Linked DNA regions of Gossypium hirsutum: region 2 is linked to region 1. Evidence: chromatin contacts called from public Hi-C data. All regions are on one chromosome and are shown on one strand. The core of a region is the stretch at or near the end of the contact, and the rest is flanking DNA. Distances in the headings are between cores, read along the strand shown.

Region 1 (6,226 bases), core at 373-2,872:
TAGTATAGCAAAAATAATTGTTAAGAGATTTTCGTTTGAAAATAAGTGAAATTATGGATGTTAAAAGCAACATTAAAGGTAAGATCTTGATGCCAAAAGAGCATTTTGGAATGATTTGGTTCATGGGTTTATTGGTTTTAAATGTTTTATTTTCATTTTAATGTTTGGATTGATGATTTTTTTTTTTGGTGAAAGATAAGAAAAGATACAACCAATTAAGCTATACCAAAGGGGTTATCTATAAGTGATAAGATATAGAAGTAACATATTTTAATCTTATTCTTAATGTATTTTTGGATGATTAATTATGCAAATTAGTGAATTTGATGCTCCTAATCCTTTAAATTCATGTTTCTATACTTAGGAGAGCATTTAGGAGCGAAAGGAGCAAAAAATGAGCCAAAATTGGACAAATAAAGCTGTTTTCGGGAGCCACACGGCTTGGGCATTTCTACATGGCTGAACAAACGCCCATGTGCCAACCCGTATCGATTTCACACCCTGCTTCCCAAATATGCGAAAAAATACAATTTTTAGGCTTTCTAGCATTCTAAACTCCATAAATACCAAATAGAAGAAGACATAAGGGAGCCATCAGAGAATATCGAAGAAAACACTCGAAGAACACCATCGGAATCAACTCAGAAGCGGATCTCCATCAAGATCGAATATCTCCTTTTAATTTCTTTCGAAATTTTATTGAGTTTCTTTATATCTTTCCAACCTAGCAAGCTATTTGGGTTGATTATCTTATTTTGTACTATTAAATTTTAAGTTGCTTTAAATATTTTTGACATTAATGAAAATTCTAAGTTTATCATTTTTTTTCTTTCATTTTTAAATGATAACTTTTATGTTTAGGTTGATTAGGATAATATAATATATTTAGGTTTTGGGTTTTAATTTATATATAAGAATTAGAGATAAATTTTAAATTTACATGTAAACTTTGATCTGATATGAACTTTGATTTGATATCATTTTATAATAGAAATTTCGATCTCAAGTTCATTGTATGAATAAAATTTTAATTATTCGGTTCTTTTGTACTAATAAAAAAATTTATATTTTATTTATAAATATAATTATTTGCGTATGTAATCTATGAATGTTAAATCAATAATCATATCAAATCAAATAAAAATATTAAATAATTATATTGTATTGAAAATTAAATCTGAATATTTAAATTATTCGTATTAATTATGATTTAATTTTCAGGTAGTGGGTAATTAAAACAAAGTTACCATTATTGTTCAATTGTTGTCTATTAAGGATTTTATTTTATTTATAGTTCTCTATGGTTGTATGTGTTGGGAATCTACTTCTATATTTGGTCTTTTACAGTAATGAAATATAGTGGATTTTGAATAGGATTATATTAGTAAGTAATAGTGTATTAATTTAGAGAGGAGAATTGATATAAATTGCTTAAATTGAATTTTTTATTTTTTAAATTTTTAATAATTTTTCATCAGATTAAAAGAATTAAACGAATTAATACCCAATTCGATTATTGGCCAAAAAAAAAAAAAACCCTTACAAACCAAACATTTTTATTCATTGGTTAAAATCTACCACAAGTCCTTATACTCTTTACAAATTAGGAATTTAGTCCTTAATTTAATTTTCATAGATAATTATTGACCCCAACGTTTTGGCCAACTGTAACAAAACCCTATTGACGAATTCCAAACCCAGGAAAGGGGGAGAACCGACACCGCCTCCGCGAAATGTAGACTTCGATACCGGCAAGTTAGTGTATCTGAGAATAACATTCAATTGAGCTTCTTTTTTCTTCTCTTCCCTCTGCAAAACCTAGCGTTACCCTTCAAAAGGTACCCTAATTGGATCGAGTTGACTCAGTTCGAGTTTCCATAGATGGATTCGCACTTAACCGCGCCGAACCGCTCTCGTAGCTCCCAGACCCCATCCCCATCTCACTCTGCCTCAGCCTCTGCTACTTCCTCCCTCCACAAGCGCAAACTCGCCGCAGCCGCGTCCGAGGACCACGCGCCTCCTTCCTCGTTCCCTCCGTCATCCTTCTCCGCCGACACTCGCGACGGCGCTTTGACATCCAATGACGACCTCGAGAGTATTTCTGCGCGGGGCGCCGACTCCGATTCTGATGCTGACGACTCAGAGGACGCCGTCGTAGACGACGACGAGGACGACTTCGACCACGAAAACGATTCCTCCATCCGCACTTTCACGACTGCTCGCCTAGAGTCTGGCGGGGGCGGCTCTGGTTCGGGTCGGAACACGAAGCTCAAGACTGAGAATTCCACTGTCAAGCTAGAGAGTGCCGATGGAGGGAAAGACGGTGCAGCCCCTGGTTCAGCACCAGTTGGGCCCACGGGTGCTGCCGCAGCAGGTGGGAGCTCAATAGCTGGGATTTCAACCAAGGAAGACGTTAAGATATTTACTGAGAATATACAGACTAGTGGAGCTTATAGTGCTAGAGAAGAGAGCTTGAAAAGAGAGGTAAAGTATCCAACGTTTTGAGTTGTGATGATAAAACCTGAACGCAATTTCTTTGCCCCAATAGGTTGTTTTTTCTCTTGAATTACGATGTATATATTAAAAACAAAAAATCAATTTCAGGAGGAAGCGGGAAGGCTTAAGTTTGTTTGCTATTCAAACGACGGTGTTGATGAGCATATGGTTTGGTATCTAAATTCTCTCTTTTAAGCATTCATGTTACGTTTTTTTCTCTGGATGATGTTGTAAAATCTTCGATAATGCATGGTTTCTTTAGTTATTAGTAGCCATTTATGACTATGGGGTAGGGTGTTTTGGTTTTGGATTTCTTGCAACTCACCATACTAACTTTGTGAACTGGTGATGGAAAATTAAGCTATATATATATTTTTTGATACTCAGGTTGATTGGGTTGAAGAACATATTTGGAAGACAACTACCCAACATGCCTAAAGAGTATATTGTTCGCCTTGTTATGGACAGGTATCAAGATAGACACTTTAGAAGCACACACTTTAAGATGAAAGACCTCGTTTTATTATGGATTTCTTTATTGGTTTGGGTCAAACATTCAGTCATCTTAATATATGAGTTGCTGGTTGACATTTTTGAACACATGACATAAGCCCAATTTTGATTCTTGAATATCTTGATTAATCCTCCTGCTGCTTCTAGCTGGCTTATTGTTCTTCTTTAATGAAATGACCTTCAAATTTGCTTGGTAATGAAATCATCAGCTTTTGTGCATTTTAAGGTCTCAGTTCTTCTTACTTTGGATTTTGTAGAAGCCATAAATCTGTGATGGTTATCAGACGTAATCAGGTTGTTGGTGGCATCACATATCGTCCATATGTCAAGTAAGATTCCTGGTCTTATGTTATTGTGAGTGAATCAATTTTCAGTTCCCTATTCAGTGTATTTTCCTATTTTGGCTCATTTCTTCTTCTTTGGTAAATTTTGTTCTAGTGTGCCTTCCCTAATATTGAGTTCTACTCCTGTATTATAATTAAAATTTGAGATTCTTAAGGGAATGAGTGATGACATTATCACAGTCTGCCTGTTCATCTCATTCAACAGTTACAGGACAATTCTAACACCTATTATTTCAACCTTAGAAATTTCTTTTGATGATGTTAATGCTTCATATGTTCTATTCACTGATGCTTGTTTTCCTGGTAATACCAGCCAAAAGTTCGGTGAAATAGCTTTCTGTGCAATCACAGCAGATGAACAAGTAAAAGGTTATGGCACAAGACTGATGAATCATTTAAAACAGCATGCACGTGATGTTGATGGACTAACACATTTTTTGACATACGCTGACAATAATGCTGTTGGTTATTTTATCAAACAGGTGTGATTGTTTCTTTTCTTTTGATTTTTTTTGCTGGATTGATTTCATACTTTCTGTAGCATAAATTTACAGGCGTAAAACATTTTCTTCCCTGGTCTTTTAAGTATATAAATTCCTTTGGAAGGCTCCTTTCTGTAAGAAAATTAGGTTGAAAAATATAAAAAGGAAAGCTTTAGGACTCTTGCAAGAGGGTAGATTAATCCAGCTGAAATTAAGTTTTAAAATGTTTTTTGAATGTATTAGCGTGATTCTGCTGAAAGTGTCTATCATTCTGCTTTGTTGCACTTTTTCGGATTAGTGAAAAATCTTATGTGCAAATAACCTGCAAGATATAGCAAAAGAATTACGGCTCTTTATGTCACTTTTGTATGATAATTTGCATTATCTGAATTCATAAATGCAATCTCAAGAGACTTCTCAATTTTATCTACTTTCAGGGTTTTACCAAAGAGATACACTTGGAGAGGGATCGATGGCAAGGGTATGGTTAACATGCCACCGTAACATTTTCTTTTTCTTTTTCTTGCTCATCCTTGGGGCTCAAATGCTGCTTATTTTGTGTTATTACTAAGAAGTAAGAAGTAGTAGAAAATCTTTCCCTCTTGTATGTTATTTTGAGTGTTCAAATGTTGAGGGTGCACACTTTCCTTAAAAAAATGGAAATATGAAATAGTGAGAACTAAAATGAAATGATCCTTATTGGAATACTGAGAATCTTGTTTTTCTTTTGAGACAGGTTTTTATGTCTAACCTTTCAATGCTTCCCCATTCTCTCAACTCTTTGTTAATTATGTCTAGGTTATGTTTAAATATTTCTTTACTTTTCTAGGTATATTAAAGACTATGATGGAGGTATCCTTATGGAATGTAAAATTGATCCAAAGCTTCCATATACTGATTTATCAACTATGATTCGACGCCAGAGGCAGGTAAATTTATTATTTACTCTGTCAGTGTGGTAATTACCATTATATTCTATGAAGATCCAATTCAACTTGTGAGTTGTGAGGTATTGTTTAAATTTTCCCATTGGATTTCATGATTTTGTTCTCAAAATTCACCTGAAAAGTTGGGTTCAAGGTCCTTCGTAAAATAAGATCACTTTTTCGTGCTGCACATCTGATGTGCGATCTGTTTGGGGTTGAAATCTCCTATGTCATACCCTGCTGTCTTCACAAGGAAGCCACTTGTCTCGATTTTTTGAGATCAAAATCTGTGGAAGCCTGCAACACTGATTACTATCCAAAGTTTTGTGCTCTCCTTATTTGACCTGTGGTCATCAGATGCACATACAGGTCCCAGCAGAGTGCATTTTGCGATTTCAATGTGAATGGGTTACTGAAAAATTAACTGTTTTTCAAAAGCTGATTGGGACATATCATATGTAATCAAAATTATATATGGTTTCAATGGTGGGTGAAGACATTGAATAACCAATCTGCACTGAACCAAGAACTTTTAACCAAATTTCTTTCTTTCCTAACATTACGTCTATATTTTCCTTCTCACTGTTCACATATGTATTCTGACTTTATCTTAAATCTTTTACTAAGATTTTGTTATTTGGGATTGATAGGCAATTGATGAAAAGATTAGAGAGCTCTCGAACTGTCAAATAGTTTATCCGGGACTTGATTTTCAGAAGGTATACCTGGATATGATTCTGTTTTCGTGCTGTTAGTTTATATTTAATCCAAATGTGCTGTATGTTAATAAATTACATTTTATGTTATAAGTCTATTTTAGGCTTGAGTAATGTTTGTTTTGCATTTTCAATTTTAACCAAGGCATCATATTACATTTTGTTGAGAAGGTACTTATTTTGTAAGTGTTCTAGTTTTGTGCTTTTTTATTTTGTATGTAATATGATGTTTGTTCTAAAACTGCATTCCTGTCCTCTGGACGTGGTATTCTTGCCATTTAATTTGTTAATTTCTAAATGCTATAATCAGCAAGTGAAGCTAATTGTCTTAAGTTAGATCTAGGGAAGTACACATTGTTTTCCTACTTCAGTTTTTGGTCTCTAATTATTTAACCAATATTTTATTTTACCTGCAGTCATTTCCTCTCTAATAATTATATGGTTGAGTCTTTGCAAATGATGTATAAATATTTAAAACATAGCAGTAACGAGAGATTCATTTGATTCAGAAAGAAGCTGGTATTCCTAAAAAAGTCGTCAAAGTTGAGGATATCCATGGCTTGAGTAAGTTCTTTGGCCTTCCATTGTCTTAGTTAATTTTGGTTTTTGTGTTCATTTATTCATCCTTGGATGTTGGAAGACATTATATAAATACTTATACTGGAAACTTATGCATATTCCTAGCTTGATAATTTTGGGTGAATATATGTTTGCTCCTCATAGATAAACTTTTAAGTTTCCAATAAGGA
Region 2 (5,458 bases), core at 2,396-4,895, 150 kb before region 1:
ACCACTTCACTTCCTCCCAAGACTTAAGCCCTAACTCATACACCGCCAAATGCTTTACAAAGTCCCTCTCCAATTTACCTATAGCTTCGTTTTCGCGTCAAACACTCCCCCCTACCCCACCCCCCCTTCCCTGTGCTACTAACTTGACTTTCCCACTTGTGTTGTTAAATCCAGCTAAACAATAAACGTCAAAAACTACTTCTTGCATTGGATGGGACAGACAGCAATCTTTTTCATCTTCATCATATCCATATATAATGGCACAAATATATATATCAGCTGAGCTGACCTTAAGAAATGGACATGAATAAAGTAAGTAAATGGCCATATGGTGTTGTCCCCTTCCCACTACCAAATTAGACCCTATTGGATACCCTTCCTTTTTAGTGAGTTTCTCCCAATTTTAATTTCTCAACCCTACCCTCAACCAACAGTAGGAAAGTAAATAATAAAAAAAATCAACAGATTTTTTTTCAATAACTACAAGCAGATACATTATTTATAACAACTGTTCTAATATTCATTTATTTTCTAAAAAGCAAGTCATGATTAATAGTAACAACTAAACATAACAAAGTGTTTTCCGGATCCACCACATACACTAACATCCATTATTGTTTTTGTCCATAACAAATACTTCTTTTAAGTTTAACACCAAATCACTCTCATATAACAATAATAATATAATAGTAACAAAGTCAACCTGCTCAATATCCATCTGCTGCTGGCTTTGCTTTCATCATAGTAATTTTGGCGGCCTTATTACCAGCTATCACCTTCAGCTTCTATTCTTGCATTTCTCCATAGCTCTTGGTGCTGAAATCAATATACATATCCATTTGGTTATAACTCAATTAACTGGGGAAGGTTCTTTATTATATAACAAATACACCAAACTAGGAGAAGGGTGTTTATTTTAACTACAATAGTTTCTTCTATCTCTATGAAGTGCTCAAGAAAATACTAACCTAGCCCAATTGCTTCGGTTCCTTTCATGATGCGCAGCCTTTTACATGATTCAATAAACATCCTGATTCAAAGGGAAAAAAGTAATGTTAAATAGATTTTAAAAGGCAATGATGAAAGATTGTCTGTAACATCTATTTTTTGTGAATTACATACGGTCATTAAAAGAGTTTTTTTGATTGGGGAAAAATGATTGAAAATTAAGTAAAAGCAAAGCAGTAAGAGTGGTTGAAGAGATGATTAGGTAGAAAGAAGCATACTCCCAAGGGACATCACCAACAAGCATCCAATCACCATCTTTGTCTTCATAGGTTGGAACATAATCAGAGCCATTAAGCAGATCCATTAGCTTACTCTCATTCATGAAATCCTTCAATAACCCTTGGCTTCCACAATTTCCTTCATATTTACGTAAACCAACAACAATTAATTAATACAAAGCATATATACATGAAAAAAACAAGGTTAATCTTGATAGAAAATGATATAAGTACCAATAGTGAAAGAACTGAACATTTTAGCAAGAGCATCGGAGAGTTGTTGGTAAGTTTTGTACATCCTCAGGTCCACTTTCCGGAGATAGGGTGCGCCGTCCATGCTAACCTTCACAAAGGCGGCCTTCTCACCACTGTCCTCGCTGCCGCTGCTCTTTTGGGTCGCTAACATGTTCTTTCGGAATGACCGGACTGGTGGCCATCCCACAACTTGAGCCCTATATATAATAATATATATTAAATATACATGATTTTTAATTAATTAAACTGTTTATATTCACTATTCAGTTTCAAAATTGGGGCTAGGAAAATAGTGAGGGTAAATTTTATTTCTGTGATGAGTAATTAATGAAAAATTAAGATAAACCTTAATACATTGGTCACCTTCTCTACGTGTATATTTTGAATGAAATTAAACTTTGGTTTTGAGTTTATATATGTATATATTATCAATAATATTAGATGGAGGTGTAATCCTCAGTGTTTGTTATATATATATCATTTGTATATAAATTATAAGATTGGAGGTTTAATATGGATCTGCATGCTTTCAGCATTCAACTCTAAATAGTTTGCAAGAAATAGAAGCTAGCTAGAAATGAAGAGTTGTTTTGCTGAGCAAAAGTTGAATGTACTGTTAGTGTAATTCCATATTTCTATTAAATACATAATATTCCATGAGAACTCAATAGATAATAATAACTTTAATGCGGTCCTCCTTGTTTTTATCCTTTTATGTACTCCACCACACCTCATCATTTCAAAATGAAAATTTAAAATGTCTAACTTCACAATGAAACTATACACATAACTAACTAAAAAAGTTAGTGTGGGGGAAAATACTCTTTTGTTTCTCTCTATGTAATCATGTAATAACCCTAATCATCCTATAACTATATTTCCCAGCAAATACAAACTACAAAGCAAAAGCCAAACAATACTATTTCATTTACAGAAAAAGGAAGAACATACTTGGCAGGTGGAGGCTTAGCAGGATCAAGGTGAGAAGGGACAATATTTTTGTCCTTGTCATCAGTTGGAGAGGTGGAAATTAGGTTAAGCTTCAAATCAACAGTGTGGGAGAAGTCTCTCTTCCTTACAACCTCACCATCACCAGGCAACCCTAGCCTCAGCTCTGTCTCTTCATACCCCATTTTCTCCTTCTCCTTACCTCCCACTTCATCTCCTTCTCCTTTCATCCCCATCTTCACCCCTACTTCCATACCTTCTTTCTCAATTTCTTTTTGTAGTTTGTGTGTACCTAGGCTTTGGCTTTTGTGGGTTTTGAGTTGGCTTTGTGGCTTTGAATTAAAGAAAAAAAAAGGTTGGGGGGGGGGTTATATTGTAGAGATCGAGTATTACAAGGAGTAAAGTAAAAGAGTAAGAGGCTAAGAGCGACGATGGCGGAAGAGGAGAGTGTCGGGCCTTTCCAGTGTGTATTAATATACGGAGCGGTGGATTGTCGGTTTCTACTTTTTCCTAAACCCAACTCCCATATCACACGTGTCAATGCCTCTCACCTGGATTCTCCTCACTTGCTGTTCCGTTAGCTCATAGCATACAAAATTTCACTAAGTAAAATCAAATGGTTGTTTCATATCCTTATATATATATATATTCTCTTAAACTAACTAATTAGTTCCCTAATTTGTAATATTTATGAGAAAAAAGGAATCATATTGAAATGGAGTCTTGCATATAGAAATAGCAACACGAATATGAGATCCTACAGATACAGAGAACACTGCCGTAGCAATCAAAACTTAAAAAAATGTGTTGAATAGAAACATGGGCATGAAAGGTTTTGTTAGGCAGACTCGTGCGTGCTTTAATTTAGACTGCCTTGGAAAAGGCAAAAACAAACACCCGCAATTAATAATTTGACAGCCTACTATCAACTGGATTCTTACTATATATGGCAATGGCATGCACGTCAACTATTTTATGCCCGTTTCATTTCCATCTCTATTCTTAATGTATCTCAATTTTTATTAAGAAATTTTAATCAGTAATTTGAACTAAAGTAGCATTCTTTTTCAAACAATAACTAGTGTTTGAATTCAATGTAAAAACACAAACATCAAAACAGATATTAATTTTTCTAAGTTTAGATTGATTTTTCCAGTGTGTTGAAAATTGAATGTCATAGGAAAATTTTCAAATAAAAATAAGTAACACACCCAATTTTTTTATATTTCACACAAGTGTTACATATATATACACTAGGAGTGAACTTTCAAATAAATATTATCCTCAGTGATTGGTTGGAAAAGTGGGACCCGAGTGTGAGAAAAAGCATGTGATTAGATTCAGTGGAGAGGGAAATGTAAAAGGGACCCACAAAGTGGCCATGTGAAGTTGTTTGCTTATGCTTGTGTTATGTGTCGCCTATGTCTCTAACCCGATCCCATGTGCGCCGGTGCAGGGTATCCCCACTTCCCTGTTTTCCTCTATAACTTATGTAATTATTTTTCCCACTCAACCCTTGTTGAGTTGAGAACGTACGAGAACCCTTATGAAATCCCTAAACATTTTAACCTAATTAGTTGGAGTCCAAATTAAAAAGAATGTTGAAGGACGGTAATTAAGAATTAATGTGTGAAATTTTGGCATTTCTCATTCTTTTTTAAACTATAATATAACCCAATGATAGTCTCCATTTCATCATGATTCAATCTTTTATTCCATATTGGGCGGTGGTTATATTATATGCTCACTGAGATTTATAAAAATGAAAAATTTTATAGGTCAAATGAAATGAATATAGAGGGTGGAGTTAGAAACAAACCCAAAACAGCTGAAAATGGTAACAATATCAATACATGCAAGATTCTTGTTGCATGTTATCATATTCCTTTCATTCCCTTATTTTCTACACATTCAAATCTATTTACTTTTTAACTCTTTTATTTCTTAAAGTAATAAGAGGCATGAAATAAATATTTTATTTTGTACGTACGAACGTAAGCATAAAAAATTGACTGCACGCGGTCGGGTCCTTGGAGTAAGCCCTAAACTCATGTTTAAGATTAAGTTATAAAATTGATTCACTAATATTATTCATGAATGGTCGTTTTCGTTCTTGTTTATAAATCCAAGTTATGGGGAGCAGCACAATTAAGGTCCCCATAAAGATTGAATGCTGAAATTTGTGGCAATGCTTCTGTCCAACCACTCCAATCCCTATTGGTGAAAAGATCTGCAACATTTTATCTACCTTTTTTTCTTTAAACCTTACCACAATCCTACAATTATTTAATATCCTTGATGGGTTCTATATCCATCTATACTGTTTTTTTTATTAAATTGAATATTACTTTTCTTTGAAATGAATATTATTAAAAGAATATTTATGTATTTTAATAATTTATATAAAATCTTAAAAATAATCTACTTACAAATAAATTATTAAGGTTTAAACTATACCTCAACCATTACTCCAAGACTATATTCTTTCAATTTTAAACATAAAATGGTAAATATATTTGTTTTCAAAAAAAAAAAAATTCACTCACATACCGGGTATGATATGATCTACTTTTACTATAAAATTCTTGACCAAACGAATGCTACGAATTAACTAAACACCAACACCAATAATAATTATATAAAATTTTTAGTCCATATTTTAGGTTAGACTCAAGCTTGAAAAACTGGTTTACATGCCTTGCATGACATGACCTAACTTAGCCCACAAACCAGTCTAATTATAATGGTAAGTTTATCTTTTCATATGATATCATATCATATTAAATCATATATATATATATAAAACAAGGAACATCAACATTTTAACAAACTTTAAATTCTAGGTTAATTCTTTGTGCTCCAAAATACTTTTTTAATTATCATCTTATAAATTTTTTTATCTTTAATTAATAATTTATCCTAATTTTTATCATTAATAAGTAATTTAATATATATTTTAATCATATATACCTTAATCAATAATTTTTATCCTCAATTTTTATACTTCTTTAATATACCTTAATAAATAT

The links. A called contact is a pair of places that touch in the nucleus more often than the background predicts.
Region 2: a Hi-C map of leaf shows a contact between it and region 1, with 4 times the contacts expected there. The contact joins the promoter of LOC107924370 here to the promoter of LOC107897854 in region 1. A contact is called at or near these places in 10 of 34 Hi-C or Micro-C datasets (callus, hypocotyl and leaf).

The regions. Positions count from the first base shown.
Region 1 is chrA11:14,710,225-14,716,450 of Gossypium_hirsutum_v2.1, reverse strand. It overlaps LOC107897854 (histone acetyltransferase GCN5), which reads left to right and starts at 1,622. Exons shown (of 13, transcript XM_016823439.2): 1 at 1,622-2,484; 2 at 2,605-2,669; 3 at 2,884-2,964; 4 at 3,267-3,338; 5 at 3,667-3,835; 6 at 4,273-4,316; 7 at 4,665-4,764; 8 at 5,412-5,480; 9 at 5,987-6,041. The coding sequence starts at 1,882.
Region 2 is chrA11:14,864,383-14,869,840 of Gossypium_hirsutum_v2.1, reverse strand. It overlaps LOC107924370 (auxin-induced protein AUX28), which reads right to left and starts at 3,645. Exons shown (of 5, transcript XM_016854778.2): 1 at 2,433-3,645; 2 at 1,461-1,678; 3 at 1,227-1,365; 4 at 969-1,030; 5 at 499-816. The coding sequence starts at 2,683. The coding sequence ends at 779.